Linked DNA regions of Ovis aries: region 1 is linked to region 2. A link is a contact called in public Hi-C data. All regions are on one chromosome and are shown on one strand. The core of a region is the stretch at or near the end of the contact, and the rest is flanking DNA. Distances in the headings are between cores, read along the strand shown. Region 1 has its middle 28 kb from the start of TRNAW-CCA. Region 2 has its middle 74 kb from the start of USP24.

The links. A called contact is a pair of places that touch in the nucleus more often than the background predicts.
Region 1: a contact with region 2 is called in a Hi-C map of skin fibroblasts, with 2.5 times the contacts expected there. The contact joins two enhancer-like sites. A contact is called at or near these places in 2 of 16 Hi-C or Micro-C datasets (skin fibroblasts and tail adipose tissue).

What each region holds. Positions count from the first base shown.
Region 1 is chr1:29,827,646-29,830,455 of ARS-UI_Ramb_v3.0, forward strand. No RefSeq gene overlaps it. Among named protein-coding and RNA genes, the nearest start is that of TRNAW-CCA, 28 kb to the right of the region's middle. Within about 2 kb of position 1,351, at least 14 of the 54 cell types and tissues checked have an H3K27ac peak or open chromatin away from gene starts, as enhancers often do.
Region 2 is chr1:29,662,037-29,664,751 of ARS-UI_Ramb_v3.0, forward strand. No RefSeq gene overlaps it. Among named protein-coding and RNA genes, the nearest start is that of USP24, 74 kb to the left of the region's middle. Within about 2 kb of position 1,450, at least 3 of the 54 cell types and tissues checked have an H3K27ac peak or open chromatin away from gene starts, as enhancers often do.

The DNA of each region.
Region 1 (2,810 bases), core at 101-2,600, 170 kb after region 2:
CAACAGATTCTCTTTTCTCCTTACCGGTTGAGTTTCCCATCCTAGCAGCTGGGTTTTCAGAAAGGGCAGAAGGCCAACTACAAGGAAAGCTCCAGGCAGCCCAGCAGGAGAAGAGGTGAGTCATTTACTTCTTGAGGAATTCGGTTCGGTCATGTCCCATTAATCTGGCTTCATCAGGAAATGAGCTGTGTCACTTAAGTCAATTTTCCAATAACCCTTTCATATGCAAAATTTTTATGTAATCATTTTGGGTAGAAGTCTTTCTAAACCAGTTGCATGCTTCTCTGCCTATTTCAGTGGAGGACCCTGCCCATTTTCTCACTTGCTTATGCTCTTTGGGGGCTGTATGACAAGGTAGACAAGAAAGAGCTCTGGAGTCAGATCTGAGCTTGAATTCCAGCTTTGCCATTTTTGTCTCTGGGCTCCAGGGACCTCAAATGCCTACAGGTTTAAGTACCTTGGCTCTGATCATCTAGCTAGAAATCTGTATCCCTCAGGATCATTGTGAGGGTCAAGCACACAACAAAAGGGAAGGTTTGATGCTGTCAAAACACCTAACACATTTTAGCTACTTAATAATAAATGTTACTTCTTGGGAGTGGGTTTGTTTCTTGTTCGGCAATTTTCTTACCATCTCAACTTGCTATGTCTAGACTGCAGAGGGTCACCTATGCACTTCAAGGGTTATGTCTTTTTCACTCTATCTCCAGCTGCCTAGGGCCTAGCACAAAGTTGGACACAGTATAGGGGTTGGAATGTCTTTCTTTCCATCACACAGAAGCGTGCCAGCTCCTCAGGGGAAATGAAGCTTCTCCTGATGTAAGTTCTACAGCCAATTTGGCATGTGAAGGTCTTGGGCCAGGTAGCAGTTCTGTAGACTTGGGCTCTCCAAGTCTCTGGAATGCAACAGTCAAGTTCTATCTCCAATGCTGTCCGCGAGGTTTTCTGTTTAAGAAGTGCAAATGCATCACTGCTCAATACTGAAAGAAAAAGGAGGAATAATTTTCTTATTAAGCTATTCACAAGCTCCCAGAACTGTAAATAAAGACCATGGAAATTTCCTATTCTACATTCTCCCCCATCACACACACACACACACACACACACACACACACACACACACACATGCATCCTTCCCCTCAGAACCACTATTGTCCTTCACGCAATTGGTAAGTCATGAACAGCAAGTGGGAAATTAGGAGTGAGGGTTATGCCATATAAATTTCTTTTTAAATTTTAAGTTCCTGGAGCCAAGACCAAAGCCACATATTGACAAGGGTAGGGCATGCCTCTGACAGCAACTTCCTGCTAGGCTTCTAGGATGCTGATTCATCTTCTTGTGCAATGAAGACCTCTCCAGAGAGAAAGGAAGGGGAGGGAAGGGAAGCAAAGGAGCACTCTCACTTATAAACACTTAGTATGTGTGAGGCTGTATATATGCTGTTCACTTAATGCTGACAGTCACTTTGTGTGGTAGATATTATCATCCACTTCTTTCAGACCAGGTGAACAGTTTGAGAAGCTGAGTAATTTGCCCAAGTTATGAGAGCTGATACAGGAAGAGTTCTATTTGGTGGATGCTAGAATGTTAGACTAGACATCTGCCTTGAAATACTCTGTCCCAATACCCCACCCCACCCCAGGCCCCAGAAGCCTAGAAAAAGGAAGTAAATATGAAAACTCTGGTATAGGTTATTAAAAATTTTTTTTGATAGAATCTTAAGCATAGTATACCAGAATACAAGAATGACAGTTGTCATTTTTTCAAATATAGAACATTTTATGAGTTACAAGTGTTTTACAATCCCTCCTCTCTTTTCCTCTCTAGTCCTTTCTTGGACAGCAGCTCCATGCTGTTTCTGTCACATGAGTTCTGTGGCTTCAGCTTTACCATTAAAATGGGCATAATGACTTGTGCATTAGCTCTGGTCCCTCTGCTATATGCTCTTTTGGTACCTGAAGCTTAGTAAAGTTATAACTAAGTAATTATTAATGTTTGTGTAACTGTGTGTTTACCTGTCTCTTCTGTGGAGATCTCTTAGATCTTGCTTCCCATTCCGTCTCTAGCTTTTGTGTTATAGGGACCTTAGCCACAAAACTAGGACTCGAATCTGAGTATAAGGATTTCTGCCAGGAGGAAGTAGGAAGTGGAAATGATACATTTAAAACTATTAGATAAAATTATAAGCATCTATTGTTTGAATTCAACTGTGTGATGCTAGTGAAGGTCTGTGAACCCAGGGTGCACAGCTGATGCATGGGCAGGCTGCCCATACCTGCTCCAGTGGGTGGGGTTGGGAGGATTTGGTGCTGACTCAATAGTCCTTAATTTGGTTGGAGTGTGGGGGAGGGTAAAGAGAGTGGTGGTTGGAGTCTGGAAAGCACATGAACAAGTTTTGTTTCATTGGCAAATTTCACTGGAATACTTTTTTTTTTTTTTCTTCTCCATGTGACTGGTAACACTTGAGAAATCCTGTTTTGAAGGAAATCACTGGTAGTCAGAGGGCTCGACCCTTGACTTTTCCCATCCAAAAAATGGCCTGGTTAAGGCTAATAGAGATGGTGATGCTGTTGCTGTCTAAGGAAAAGCAAAGAATATGTCCACTGTGTGATTCTGGGGAGGCTAGGTTGATGAGCTAGCTAGATTTTGCCAAGGAATCAGCCAAATTCTCTTACGATGTCTTTGTACAACATCTGTGGAACGCTCTTGATAGGTTATTTAGCATCTCAGCTCCAGTAGGAAATGAGGCTAGTTTGGGGTGATTCCCTGTTGATTGATCATCTTTCTTTGTGCCATAGATACTGATGTT
Region 2 (2,715 bases), core at 200-2,699:
TTGGAGCCTCCGGCCAAGGCCAAGTTAGGAGCTCTAGCTGAAGGAGAAATAAGGGTTCCTAGGGCTGCCGTCTATGGGGTCACACAGAGTCGGACATGACTGAAGCGACTTAGCAGCAGCAGCAGCAGCAGGGCAAAGCTTTAAGATCTTGAGTTCTGTAAGAGCTGGTTTGGTTGGCTTGGTTTTAGGGTTCAAGCTTGGGGAAGGGCATATGCAGTTCAACAAGAGATGAAGCAAACAGAGCCACCCACAGTCTCTGAATCACTGTCAGCTGGGTAGACCTACCATAGGATCTTCAGGGAAGCCCCTATATGCATCTGAGGTATTCTAGGTGGGGAGTAATGAGAGATGATGGGTTGACGATCTATTTAAGAGATAGAGCTGGACTTGGTGACTGCTGGGAAGAGAGGAGTTGAAGCTAATATCCAGCTTTTCAGTTCAGGGGTTTTGGATGGATGGTTCTGCCATTCGCTCACAGAGGGGATTTAAGATGAGCAGTACTCCAGGGCAGGTAGGAAAATGAGTCTGGGTTGATGAATCTTGGATTTGAAGGTCGTTCAATACCTGGCTCCATTTTCCACATGGATCACCAGAGAACACAACTCTAGAAGTGTCCTTAAGTTCAGTCCTTTTGGTTATTGCCTGTGAAGGGTGTACAGAAGCCCAAATGATTGGCCAAAACACAAATTGGAACATGACGGGGGACTACATATTCCTGGAGGAAGGGGAGAGATATTGAGTAAGAACCAGATTGAGTATGTATCATTCATTAAGTCATTCAATCTCAAAAGAATTGTGTAAAGCAGATATTTGGATGCCCATTTTGCAAGAAAGAAAACAAAAGCTCAGTAAGCATAAGTAATTTTCCTGAGGTCACTGAGACAGTGAACAGAGGTTTGACGGGCCCCCTGGGGCATCCCATAAGAGAAGGCCAGTGGGCTGGTGGCCATTTGAGTCTGGATCTCATGAGTGTGGCTAGAGCTGGAGAGGAGTAAATGAGAGGAGAAACAGGGCAAGACTGAATTCTGGGGAGCACAGATAATTATAGGATGGAGGGACAAAGCAGGGCCCATGTAGCTCCTTTGGGTTACCCCAGCCCCCAACAACAAGCCTCCCTTCCTGTTTAGGGTACAGCCATACAATGCCTGGATGATTTCTTTAGCTTCAGCTTTATTTCCCTTAGACTAGCTGTTGGCTGAGGCCCAAACATGCTCCCTTTCTGAGACCACCTAAGCTGGGATAACTCCACCAAGGCAAGTCCAGTTCTGCATTGGGACCCTGCTCTCCTAAGGCTCCCTATCTAAGGTTTGGTTTTCCAGCGCCCCTGCTTCAGCCTCAGTTGTGGAACTGGAGTTTGTGGTAAAGCTTCTGGCTGTAGAATTCATTATGGGCCTCCACTCTCCTCCTCAGGCAGCCCACTGACAGTCTGACTCAGGCGTGAGTTCACACTTGGGGAATTTTAATAAATGTTGAGCATCCCAGCCAACCCAGATTTCTCTGTTTCTGTGCCAATGGCTTCTCTAAGGTGATCCCTTCCCATTTGTCATCTTCTGTGCCAGACTTCCTCTGGCCTTTTAATTAAAGCCCCTCCCCAAAGAAGAAAGCATTTGGAAGGTGTGGTGAACGCTCCTTTAAGCTAATTGACCAATGTGTCTGAACATTCATGTGGTTTTGTTTAAAGAGTCTGACCTAGGTCAGAAACATTTGTTTTCTGTAGGGTTCATTTTTTTTTCTTCTTCTTCTTGAAATTTCCATGGAACTTTTTTTTTTTTTTTTCAGATTGATCTGAGCCAAATATTCTCCTAACTTGCTTAAATTGTCACAGATGATCTTCTGGCAACATAATACCATCGACCCATCTGATTTGGTGTTAGAGGCTGCAGAATGATCAGGTTCCATAAAAACCACCCAAAGGACTTCCCTCTGCCCTTATGAAAGCATTACCTGGACATTGCCCTTCATGCCAGAAGCTACTATGATCCTAGTTGGATCATTTGACCACTGCGCTACCCTACCTGTGCTTTTCCTGGAGTGACCTGGTGGGCTCACTAGGAGATGAATCCTCCAGTCACCCTGGACTCCTCTTTCTTTCTCAAATTCCACATTCAATCAGCTACAGGCCTGGGTGATTTGGCCAGTATATATTTATTAAGAGTGGACTCTATGACAGGGATTATGTTTCAACACTGGGAGAACAGTGGCAAACCAGGCGGAAGCAGTGCCCACAGTCCTAGAGATTTCACTTCACAAGGAAAGTGCTGAAACAAGCAATTACAATCAAGAGGGGCAAGTCTTAGGTTAGGGCTACACCACTGTAATCTTCCATTCAGCTTAGGATAAATAAAGTCATCAATGTAAAGTTAGCTTTAAATTGCAAAGGTCTTACACAAACATTGGTCATTCATTAATCTTACCAATGAGTTCTTAGAATCTACTCTCAAAGGATGTGAAAAGAAAGAAGGAAAGGTTACAAGCTTTGGGTTAGTGAGAGCCACACAAGGAGGTGAAAGGCAAAAGCCAACAGTCAGAAAAAGTAGGGCAGGATAATCAGCTCCAGGACTGAAGAAAGTCCATTTTCTCAAACTGCAGAGTCACTTGTCTCTGTGGTAAAAGGGAATTTCTGAACCATGAAGCGGGAAGGAGGCCACTGAGGTCCCTTAACCCATTGCCTTTTCTCCCCATTCTTTACTTCCCACCCAGGAGGCCACTGTTGAG